2 separate regions of the Pan troglodytes genome follow, and region 1 is linked to region 2. Evidence: chromatin contacts called from public Hi-C data. All regions are on one chromosome and are shown on one strand. The core of a region is the stretch at or near the end of the contact, and the rest is flanking DNA. Distances in the headings are between cores, read along the strand shown. Region 1 has its middle 23 kb from the start of CLU. Region 2 overlaps CHRNA2 (cholinergic receptor nicotinic alpha 2 subunit).

Region 1 (5,193 bases), core at 2,236-4,735, 130 kb after region 2:
GTGAGAGCCCACTCCCCCGGAGCTGCCCTCTCCTAGCAGGGTCTGCCTGGACATCAGCCCTCCCATAGCCTGACCAGCAGCATGTCTATTTCGGGGGTGTTTGGGGAATGGGACTCTTCTCACCTTCTTCTTAATAAAGACCAAGAATTGATTCCCTCCCTGTCTCCTCTTCTGTACCTCCAAGATTATTCTTTGGGAGCAGGAGGCTCACTGATTACCCCAGGAGGCTTCCCTCCTAGGGTACCCAGTCTTGGACTTGCCTAGAAAATGCTTTTCATGTCCCTTTTTTCAAACCTCGTTTCAATTTGCCTCCGACCTACCATGCCTTGCAGACTTCATGGAGCGCATTCCTTGATCATAGGCCATGCAGCAAGTGCTTGAGGGGAATAAAAAGAACCTTAAGGTAGGTTCCTACCCTCAAGCAATGCATATTTTAATCATTTATCTCATGAGGGATTCATATCCAAAATACATTGAGAATTCCTACAATTCACCAATGAAAATACAAATGACCCAATCAAAAAAGTGGGCAAAAGATTCAAAATAGGCATTTCTCCAAAGAATATAAACAAATGATACTTAAAAACCACATGAAAAGATGCTCAACATCACTAGTCATTAGGGAAATGCAAATCAAACTACAATGAGAGACCACACCCCTTAGAATCAATTTAAAAAAAAACAAAAAACAGAAACTAACAAGTGTCTGGTGAGGATATGGAGAAACTGGAACTCTTTTGCTTTGGGGGTTCCCTCAAAGCACAAATGTAATGGAAATGTAGCAGAAGTGTAGAATGGGGCAGCCACGGCAGAAAATGGCATGGTGGTTCCTCAAAAAATTAAACATAGAATTCCCATATGATCCAGAAATTCTATTTCTGGGTATATACTCAAAATAACTCAAAGCAGGATCTCAAAGAGGTGTTTGTACACCCATCTTTATAACAGCATTATTCGCAATAGTCAAATGTCTTATCAAGACAAATGGAGGAACAAAATGAGGTATATTCATACAATAGTATTATTCAGGCTTTAGAAGGAGGGAAATTCTGACACATACAATAACAAAATGAACTTTGAGGACATTGTGCAGAGTGAAATAAACCAGACACAAAAGGACAAATACTGTGTGATTCCATTTATATGGGGTATCTAGAAGAGTCAAATTCAGAAGCAAAGTAAACAGTGGTTCCCACAGGCTGGAGGTGGTGGGGAAAGAGGAGTTAGTGTTTAATGGGTACAGAGCTTCAGTTAGGGAAGATGAAAACGTTTTCTGGAGAGGGATGGGGGTGATGATTGTGCAATAATTGTAAGGAACTTAAAGTCCTTGAACTGTACACTTAAAGTGCTCACGATGGTAAAATTTAGGTTCTGTATATTTCTATATATTTCTCTATTTCATTGGGGCACTAGGACCAGCTACATAATTTGCAGGCCTGCCCAGTGCAAAATAAAAATGGAGGAGCCCTTGTTCCAAAATGTTTAAGAATTTCAAGAGGGTGACAGCAGGGCATTAAACTGAATGCAGAGTCCTTTGGAGCACTACCCAGGTCATCCTCCATGAAACCGAGTGCAGAGTCCTTTGGAGCATCCCCCATGAGCACAGGGTCCTTTGGAGGACTACCCAGGTCATCCCCCATGAAACCAAGTGCAGGGTCCTTTGGAGCACTACCCAGGTCATCCCTCATGAAGCCAGCCCAGCTGGGAGGTACGTAACAGTTAGTTTTCTGTGTCAACTTACCAGGCTACAGTACCAAGTTATTTAATCAAACACCCATCTCCGTGTTGCTGTGAAGATATTTTGTAGATATGGTTAACAATCAGTTGACTTTAAGTAAAATAAAGTATCCTTGATACTGTGGGTGGATCCCATGAAATCAGTTAAAAGGCCTTAAAATCAAAAATCTAGGTTTTCAGGAGAAGATGAAATTCTGCCTCAAGGCCACAGCACTAACTCAGCCTGAGTTTCCAGTCTTTGGGGCTGCCCTACGGATTTCGGGCTTGCAAGATTATAATCGTGAGCTAATTCCTAGAAATAACTCTCTTAATAGAAATATATATTGGTTCTGTTTCTCTGAAGAACCCTGACTGATACATAAGAAAAGAAATGGATTGGTGAAGTTAATAAAAACAAAAGCACAGCAGGCTTTGAAAATCATCAAGTCCAAATCACCTGGTTGTTCTGCATATGAGGAAGCCAAGGCTCAGAGAAGTGATGAAACTTGTCCAGTGTCACACAGCAAGCTAGGAAAGGCGGTGTCTTCACACTTCTCCATCAAAGAGTGCCTGGTAGCCGTGTGTTTTCTATAGCTTATATTTTAATTTCTAAACGTCTATGAATTTTGCATTCTATTCCATTATATAATTGTGTTTTCCATTTTTAAGTAGTGTTTTACTTTCCAAATCGTTTTCCCTAACATTTCTGCTCTAGGAAGGAGTGCCACGCCTGTTCTGCGGACTTCTGACCCCGCACACCAACCTGATGGAAGTAGTGAAGACAGTAGGGACGCACAGCACAGTGACTTAAGCCTGAAACCCTGAGGCTCAGTAAAACTTCAATTCCTAGAAGCCTAAGGCAATCGAATGTTCTAGAAATAGACTTTCCAGAATCAATGCAATTTTCGGTTCAGCTTTTAGATGCGTATAAGATACTCTTTCTTTGATGTGGGATTTTTCTGGTGCTTGAGATCTTCTTTCCCGAGCGTTCTCCTTGCTGAGATCTTTTGATATGGAGCGGCGTGCACGCAGCCCCTAGGTTGGGCGCTGAGGGGCATCGCTGATGCGATCCACGTGCCTCTCCGTCCGCACGCCGCTTCCTTTCCTGGTTTCCAGGTCCTCGTTTCTCCCAGCGCTGCCCTCCCCATCTAAGCCCAAGGCGCCGTGAGCCCGCGCTGCCCCCTTGTGGTCAAAGCCCTCCCCAGCTCAGGAAACGGGAACGCTTGGCGGCCAGGCTGGGAGTCTGTGCGCGTGACCCGGCTTCTGCTCGCAGCATCCAAGAAGTTGCAATCGCGTGGAAGGATGGGGAACGGCGCCTCCCTAGCTAGCGTGAAACTCAACCACAGCACAGCATTGAGGCTGTTGGCCGTGAGCGGCTCTCAAAGCTGAATTTGAGGTGAGAAGTCTCCTGCCAACAAGGCATGCGCAAATCTCACCATGTAGAGTGAGTGGCTTTCCGGCAGCTTCTCCCCTCCAGGCGGTCACCTGACCCCACACTCCTCAGGTGCAGGGCCGAGAAAGGGAGGGGTCCAGGTGAGCTCTGAGCGTCCCAGGGGATACAGCACCTGACCACCACTCAGAAAGCCCCCCCAAAAATACAAAGACAGAGAATTGAAGACAGATGCCACCTCACTTCACTAGTGGGGATTGGGTGGGGATAGCCCAACATCGGCAGAGCCAACCTGGCCACCTACATGGGAGGGTCCCCGGTGTAAGATGAGGCTTTGTGACCTAAGGAAGGCGGGTAGGTCGTGCTGACGGGGGAGAGGGGCCAGTGAAGCCCGCATCCCTAGGGACACAGCTCAGCTGAAGGAATCTCACTCTGGGCCTTCACAGGGTTAGCATCCTGTCGGCCCCTGCGCGGGGCCGGGGCGGGGGGGGATTCAGGTGGCCCCTGGTGGCAGCTGTCTTAACCCAGGCGAGGCACACAGGAGGACACCAAGCCCTGGTCTCCAACCTCAACCCTGCACAGCCTGCTAGTCGCACGCTAAAGTGATTGAGGAATGGCACAGAGACGGGAGCGAACCCCCAGGGAGGCACCAGGCGAGTTGCCGAAAAGGAAGAGTTCGCTACAGGACAGACAGTTGGTTTCAAACTGGAAGGGATGTCTCCGAGTCCCCTGCGAGAAAGATCTTATCCTTAGGTCTGCGGTTACTGTTTACTTTACTTTACTTTACTTTACTTTACTTTACTTTACTTTAGTTTTTGAGAACAAGTCTCACTCTGTCGCCCAGTTTGGAGTGCGTTGGTGTGACCCTGGCTCACTGCCACCTCCGCCTCCCGGATTCAAGCAGTTCTCCTGCCTCAGCCTCCCAAGCAGCCGGGATCACAGGCGCCCGCCACCATGCTCAGCTAACTTTTGTATTTTTAGTACAGACGGGGTTTCACCATGTTGGTCAGTCTGGTCTCGAATTCCTGACCTCAAGTGATCCACCCGCCTCAGCCTCCCAAAGTGCTGAGATTATAGTCGTGAGCTACCGTGCCCGGCCAGGTTTGCGGTTACTAGAATAAGGCAAAAGTTGGGAGCTATTTCCAAAATGGAAGACTGGAAGACAGAAGAATACCTATGAGTACCCTCATCTCAAAGTCCAGGTGGGGCCTTGAGTCAGTAAAAAGGAAGAATTTCAAGGCAGTATCTCAGTAAAGATGCACTAAATATCTGAGCCTGGTGTATCTTAGTTTCCACCCTGGTTTTCTTCCCCATATGGCAGGGCTTTTAGAGATTAAGAGAGGTCCAGACATTTCCAGAAAATTCTTTTTTTTTTTTGAGACGGAGTCTCACTCTGTCACCCAGGCTGGAGTGCAGTGGCGCGATCTCGGCTCACTGCAAGCTCCGCCTCCCGGGTTCACGTCATTCTCCTGCCTCAGCCTCCCGAGTAGCTGGGACTACAGGCGCCCGCCACCACGCCGGGCTAATTTTTTCTATTTTTAGTAGAGATGGGGTTTCACCGTGGTCTCGATATCCTGACCTCGTGATCCGCTCGCCTCGGCCTCCCAAAGTGCTGGGATTACAGGTGTGAGCCACTGCACCTGGCCCATTTCCAGAAAATTCTAAAACAGACTTACTGACATTTTGGGTTAAAATTTTTGACACACACAAAGTGAGATTATATTGTGTTGTGCTCAAGGTAATTGCAATTAGAGTTTTAAAAACCAATACCACCAGGCATGGTGATGTGCACCTGTAGCCCCAACTACTAGGGAGGCCGAGGCAGGAGGATCACTTGGGCCCAGGAGTTGGAGGCTGCAGTGAGCTATGATTCCACCACAGCACTCCAGCCTGGACAACAGGGCAAGAACTCATCTCTATTTAAAAACAAACAAACAAACAAAAATGCCTCGTGTTCTCTAAGCATGTGGGCTGGTGATGGGCACAGGTTTCAACGTGGAAAACAAACACCTTCCTTTGACAGTGTCAGTGCATCTCTGTGGTTTTATACTCATGAGGTCATTTGTAAATATGTTGAAGTCTTCTTA
Region 2 (5,232 bases), core at 1,019-3,518:
CAGGGACAGTGGGGGGCAACTTTCCAGGGGGGACCCAGAGCAGTCCCCTCCATGGCCACATGAGGAATGCCATGTCATTTCTCTCTTAGTGGGCCCCCAAACCACCCAGGCTCTGGAGGGGCTTGGGTGACACTGGCGATGTTGAAGTGCAGCTGGCGAGGAGGGGGTCGCACAGTTGAGTGAGCAGTAGGTGCAGCTTTATTTAATCTCTTTATTCACATGCAAGATGGATAGGAGACGTGGATAACAGAAGTGAACATCACTGTCTCAGGAGAGTGGGTGTGGGAGCCTGGATCTGAGAGCTCCGAGGCCTCTGGAGAGCAAGTGGGAGGAGAGGGAGCGCTGGGAGCTGCATGCACACGAGTAGACAGGAGCCAGAGACCAGATGTGCCATGAGCAGGGGAGTTGTGGGAGAGAAGTGGGGCGTGGCAGGGCCTGGGCCAGGGCGTCACAGCCAGGCTGGTTTCCCCTGGGAGTGTCAGGGAGAGACATTTTGGAGTTTGGAAGGAGGGGACCCCTAGGACCAAAAGGAAACTGGAAGCTCGCCCTGCTCGGCTTCCTGCCTGGAGCCTCCATGCTGTCCCGAGAACCCAATGCCCACATCCGTTAGCTGCCAAGGTCCCACCCTCCAGTCTGGACAGAGTTGGGGAGAGGTCTGGTGCCCGATCCCAGGAGCAGCAGCTCGGCCTGGGATCCTGGGTGCAGCCTCAGACTTTGGGGTGGTGCATTGCGTTCCAAGGTGCACACACAGGCTGCTCTGAAGGGTCCAGAGCAGGTCAACACACCTCGGGGCTCTGGGAGAGACGAGGCAGGCTGATAAGGGACGGGACCAGAGCTTTGCCATCTACACAACAGTCCTAGGGCCCAAACAATCCAGCTTGCTCCCCTCAACCACTCAGAACAAACGCCTTAAGTGCTGACCCACTCACCCAGCGCTGTGCTAGGTGCTGGGGGTGGGAAAAATAACGGGCAGAGTCCCTGCCTTTGAGAAGTTCAGAATCAAAGGAACTAAAGGCAAAGATCTTCAACTCCCAAGTGAGGCCTCCTCCTGATGGAGCCAGGCACAGGGAACAGGGTTCCTGGGGAGGGAAGGAGGGGTGAAGGGAGGGAGGACAGGCCGAATGAGATGAGTTTGAGGTGGGTCAGGAGCGGCTCAGGATGGTCTTTCTTGTTTGCCGGCTGCACGTGTAGGGACATATGGAGCCCCTGCAGGCCATGGCTCTCAGCTCTGCCAGACCTCCTGGGGGCCTGCTGGTGCAGAGCCATTTTCCAGCAAGGAAGGGAGAGGAATGACGTCAAGGAGAAGCCTGGAGGCTCAAATGTGCTTCCAGATGGATGGAATAGCCCAGCCACCTGTATCCAAACATCCGTCCCTCCCCGGTAGGGAAGATCTGCCCTGTACCTCCACCTCAGGTGCAGGCCCTGCCTCCCGCTTCCTCCCCTTCCGGAAGAGCCCTTATTACTCCCCTGCTGGACCGTACAGCTCAGCACCCTGCAAACTCGGACAGACTCCAAACTTCAACCCCAGCCTGGCTTAGAGAGACCCCACCTGGCTCTCCAACCTCCCACCTCACCTGGCTGTTCTCCCTGGCACTTTGGGCTCATCTCCAAATCTAAACATTGTTCAGAGCCCTTCCACCTCCAAGAACCCTCCCCTTTGCCCCCACGGCCCCTCCTTTGAGGTCTGCATTCCCTTCCTCGTCACCCTGGCCCCACTGTCCCCCTGGTTGACCCTTCTGTCACTTAGGGTCTGCACTGCTCCTCCAGGAGAATCTTACTCTGCCCTACTTGGTCACCACACTACTGTGACCTTCTGCAGAGCTTCCCCAGCTCCTCCGTATCCAAAACAGGGCTTTGCACCCAGCAGGCTCTCAGCCCTGGTACAATAACGTTAAGCTGGATGGAAGCCTGCAATGCCTGGGTCAGTGTCCAGACTCCGTGGAGAGGCACCTGCTCACCCCAAAGGGGACACCAGAGGCAGCTGTAGCAGAGATGGTCAAAAGATGGTCAGCGGGGGTGCCCTGGGAGCCAGCTGGAGGGAGGTGCAGTTAGATCATTCCAGCTAGGAATGGAGGCAGAAAGAGGCCGATGGTCCCCAGGAAGCAGACGATGATAAACAGCCAGAGGAAGATCCTGTCGATGACCATGGCAACATACTTCCAGTCCTCCTTCACCTGTGGGGAAGACAGCACACAGTGACAGGGGCCAGGCCTGGGAAAGGGATGTGTTCCCCCCATTCACAGCCCCTGCACAGACGGCCACTGGGGGCAGCAGCAACTGCCCCACAGAGACCTTGGGGAGCAAAGGTCAGCGCAGGGAGCGGGGTGGGTGGAAGGGAGGGCTGTTTCAAGGCTCCAGTAAGCTCCACTGATGATTCCCCTCCCATCCCAGCCCCTCCACATGCCCAGACCTGTCCATATTATGCTCCCAGACTATAGGTAAAGGAGGCTAGAGGGACACAAGGAGGCGGCAGGAACACCCAGGAGCATGGGCCCTTCTAGGGGGCCTGCAGACTTCAATGCAACACCAGACTTTGCTGCTCCAGGTTGCCTCCTCACCCACCTGCTGGAGCTGGGGAGAGGGAAACAGGCAAAGGTGGCTGGGACCCCAGGCAGGCTGGGGGTGGGGCGGGGGCTTTGTAGAACTTGGGCTCACAGCCCAGACAAGGGAGCCTGGATTCTCCACTGCTCCTGGATGACGTCATGATTAATTTTCTTGTCTGTTCATCAAGGCCACTCAGTAATAACCCCCCGGCCTTTCATCATTCTCTAGGCTGATAAGAATTTTGTGCTAGAGTAGTGGCCTGCTCACATAACAATGGCAGACAGGAGCTGGGGCAGGGGTCAGGGTGGGGCCAATGTCATGGCAGGGGCGGGGGAGTGGAGTCCACCTGGCACAACCAAGAATCTGCAGGGTTTGTGGTTGAAGAGTGAAGTTTGCAAGATCCTCAGGAGCCCATGAACAAGGAGGCGGAGGAAGAGACCATCCAAGACAAACGACAAAGGCTGACACTGCAGCAGCTGACTTTCTGGGTCTCTCCTGAAATGCTCCCCCTGCCTGCCGCCACCTCCAAGGCAATGGTGGGAGCTGGCGGCCTGAGGGAGGCACGGGGTTCAGCATCCGGGGTCCTCCCTCTCTGGCTCTCAGGATCCCTGTTAGTCTGAGCTGCTCATGCCTGACTCTGTGGTGTGTAACCTGCCACCTGCCAATAAATGTCCTCAAAGCGGCCAGCTACATGTGCTCTCTTGCTATTTATTCCATCTAAGGACCATGACTGAGGGAAGTGGGCCTTCACGAGAGGGGCCTGGGCTGCCCAAGCTCACACTCTGTGATGAGTTGGTTCCCTGCTAAGTTGGTGGGGCCACCCAGGCTGGCGCCTCTCCCAACCCCAACGCACCGAAGAGTCGGCATCCTCAGACCGCAGGTGGTCGGCAATGTAGTGCACACCTTCCAGTGCCTTCTGCATGTGGGGTGATAGCAGCAGCTCACCCTCCTGCAGCAGAGCCTCAGCCTTGGGACCTGAGGCCCCAGAGTGCAGGTGGCCGTGGCTGCAGAGGGTGCCCACAGAGGGGGCCACATGACCTGCACATGCCCATCTGTCCTCCTCCTCCACCACCACCTCCCTCTCCTCGGCATCCACGTTGCTCTCCAGCCAGTGATAAGAGGGGCTGAGCTTCAGGTGTAGGGGGTGGCAGAGCTCCAAGGGTGGTGGGGGCCGGTTCATCAGAAGCCACCGGGGCACACAGCCCAGAAGGGTCCCCCGCACCCAGTGGGGCATGGTGTGGGTGCTGGGGGAGCGGTGGTGCACATTGAGCACGAAGACGGTGATGACAATGGACAGGGTGACGAAGATCATGGTGAACAGCAGGTACTCGCCGATGAGCGGGATGACCAGCGAGGTGGACGGGATGATCTCAGTGATGAGCAGCAGGAAGACGGTGAGTGACAGCAGCACCGAAATGCACAGCGTGATCTTCTCGCCGCAGTTGGAGGGCAGGTAGAAGACCAGCACAGTGAGGCAGGAGATGAGCAGGCAGGGGATGATGAGGTTGATGGTGTAGAAGAGCGGCAGCCGCCGGATGATGAAGGCGTAGGTGACGTCGGGGTAGATCTCGGCGCAGCAGTCGTACTTCTTGCTGTTGTAGGTGCCCGTGGCATTGACGATGGCCCACTCGCCGCTCTCCCAGTAGTCCTTCAGGTCCACAGTCTGCTCCATCTGCTCCAGGTCGATCTTGGCCTTGTCATAAGTCCAGGAGCCAAACTTCATCTTGCAGTTCTGCTGGTCGAAGGGGAAGAAGGTGACGTCGATACTGCAGGAGCTCTTGTAGATGGCCGGGGGCACCCAGTGCACAGTGCCCGTGGAGAAGAGGTGGGCCTTGGTCATGTGGGTCACTGCAAACTCCCCATCTGCACTGGGAAGAGGAGAGGAGCTGGGGAGACCCCTGCACACCCACCTGCCTGAGCCAGGCTACTCAGAGAGCTGGCAGCAGGGGAACCCCAAGAATCAAGTCAGACCCGGCCACACTGGCGGGGTTTATTTATGCAAGTGTGTAAGTCTCCCCCGGCATGCACATGTATAGCCACTGAGCTGTCTTGTCAATTACTACCTTTTTAAATACAAAAGGAGGAATTGTGAGGAATAGAAGGCAGTACCAAGAATTCTAAAAACAACCACTAATAACATTTTGATGATATATATGTATATATATAAAATGTATAACGATTATATATACATAATCTATCAATATATGACAATCATATATATTTGTGATCATGGGGTATATGTTGTTTGCCTATTTTTATTCATTTAATATTTTATTTTATTTGCAGTAATGAAAGAGTTGAATAGACACAAGGCCAGCCACGCCACGGGGGAGAAGGAGATAGCATTCAAAGCATCTCTTCCAAGTTCGTGCGTGTTAGGGGTTTTTCAAAGGCAGTTTTGGGGAAGGGGTGGGTGTGGCCAGGTGCTTGCTGCTGATTGGCTGGGTGGGGATGACATCACAGGGGGTCAAAGCTGTCCTCCTGTGAGCTGAACATTTAATATATTAGAATGATATCTATGAGTCTGTTTTTCTTCCCTAGCAGATGATGAGTCGGCCCCTTAGGAGGGCGATCCCTTTCCACCTGGGATCATCCTTGCTCAGAAGAGACCTAACATCTTTGCAGGTGAAGATACTACCTTGAATGTATCCATTTAACATGCGTTTTTGAGCCCCTCATCCGCTAGGG

What was found. Hi-C and Micro-C count contacts between places; a contact is called where the count stands out from the background.
Region 1: a contact with region 2 is called in a Hi-C map of induced pluripotent stem cells, with 3 times the contacts expected there. The contact joins two enhancer-like sites. A contact is called at or near these places in 5 of 7 Hi-C or Micro-C datasets (blood, induced pluripotent stem cells, a lymphoblastoid cell line and 1 more) and 1 of 1 other capture datasets (stem cell-derived neural stem cells).

What each region holds. Positions count from the first base shown.
Region 1 is chr7:35,934,881-35,940,073 of NHGRI_mPanTro3-v2.0_pri, forward strand. No RefSeq gene overlaps it. Among named protein-coding and RNA genes, the nearest start is that of CLU, 23 kb to the right of the region's middle. Within about 2 kb of position 3,486, at least 8 of the 24 cell types and tissues checked have an H3K27ac peak or open chromatin away from gene starts, as enhancers often do. A contact at or near this core is called in induced pluripotent stem cells, where this site is marked.
Region 2 is chr7:35,805,018-35,810,249 of NHGRI_mPanTro3-v2.0_pri, forward strand. It overlaps CHRNA2 (cholinergic receptor nicotinic alpha 2 subunit), which reads right to left. Exons shown (of 6, transcript NM_001033935.1): 5 at 3,398-4,412; 6 at 2,049-2,174. The coding sequence ends at 2,049. Among named protein-coding and RNA genes, the nearest start is that of CHRNA2, 8.8 kb to the right of the region's middle. Within about 2 kb of position 2,269, at least 2 of the 24 cell types and tissues checked have an H3K27ac peak or open chromatin away from gene starts, as enhancers often do. A contact at or near this core is called in induced pluripotent stem cells, where this site is marked.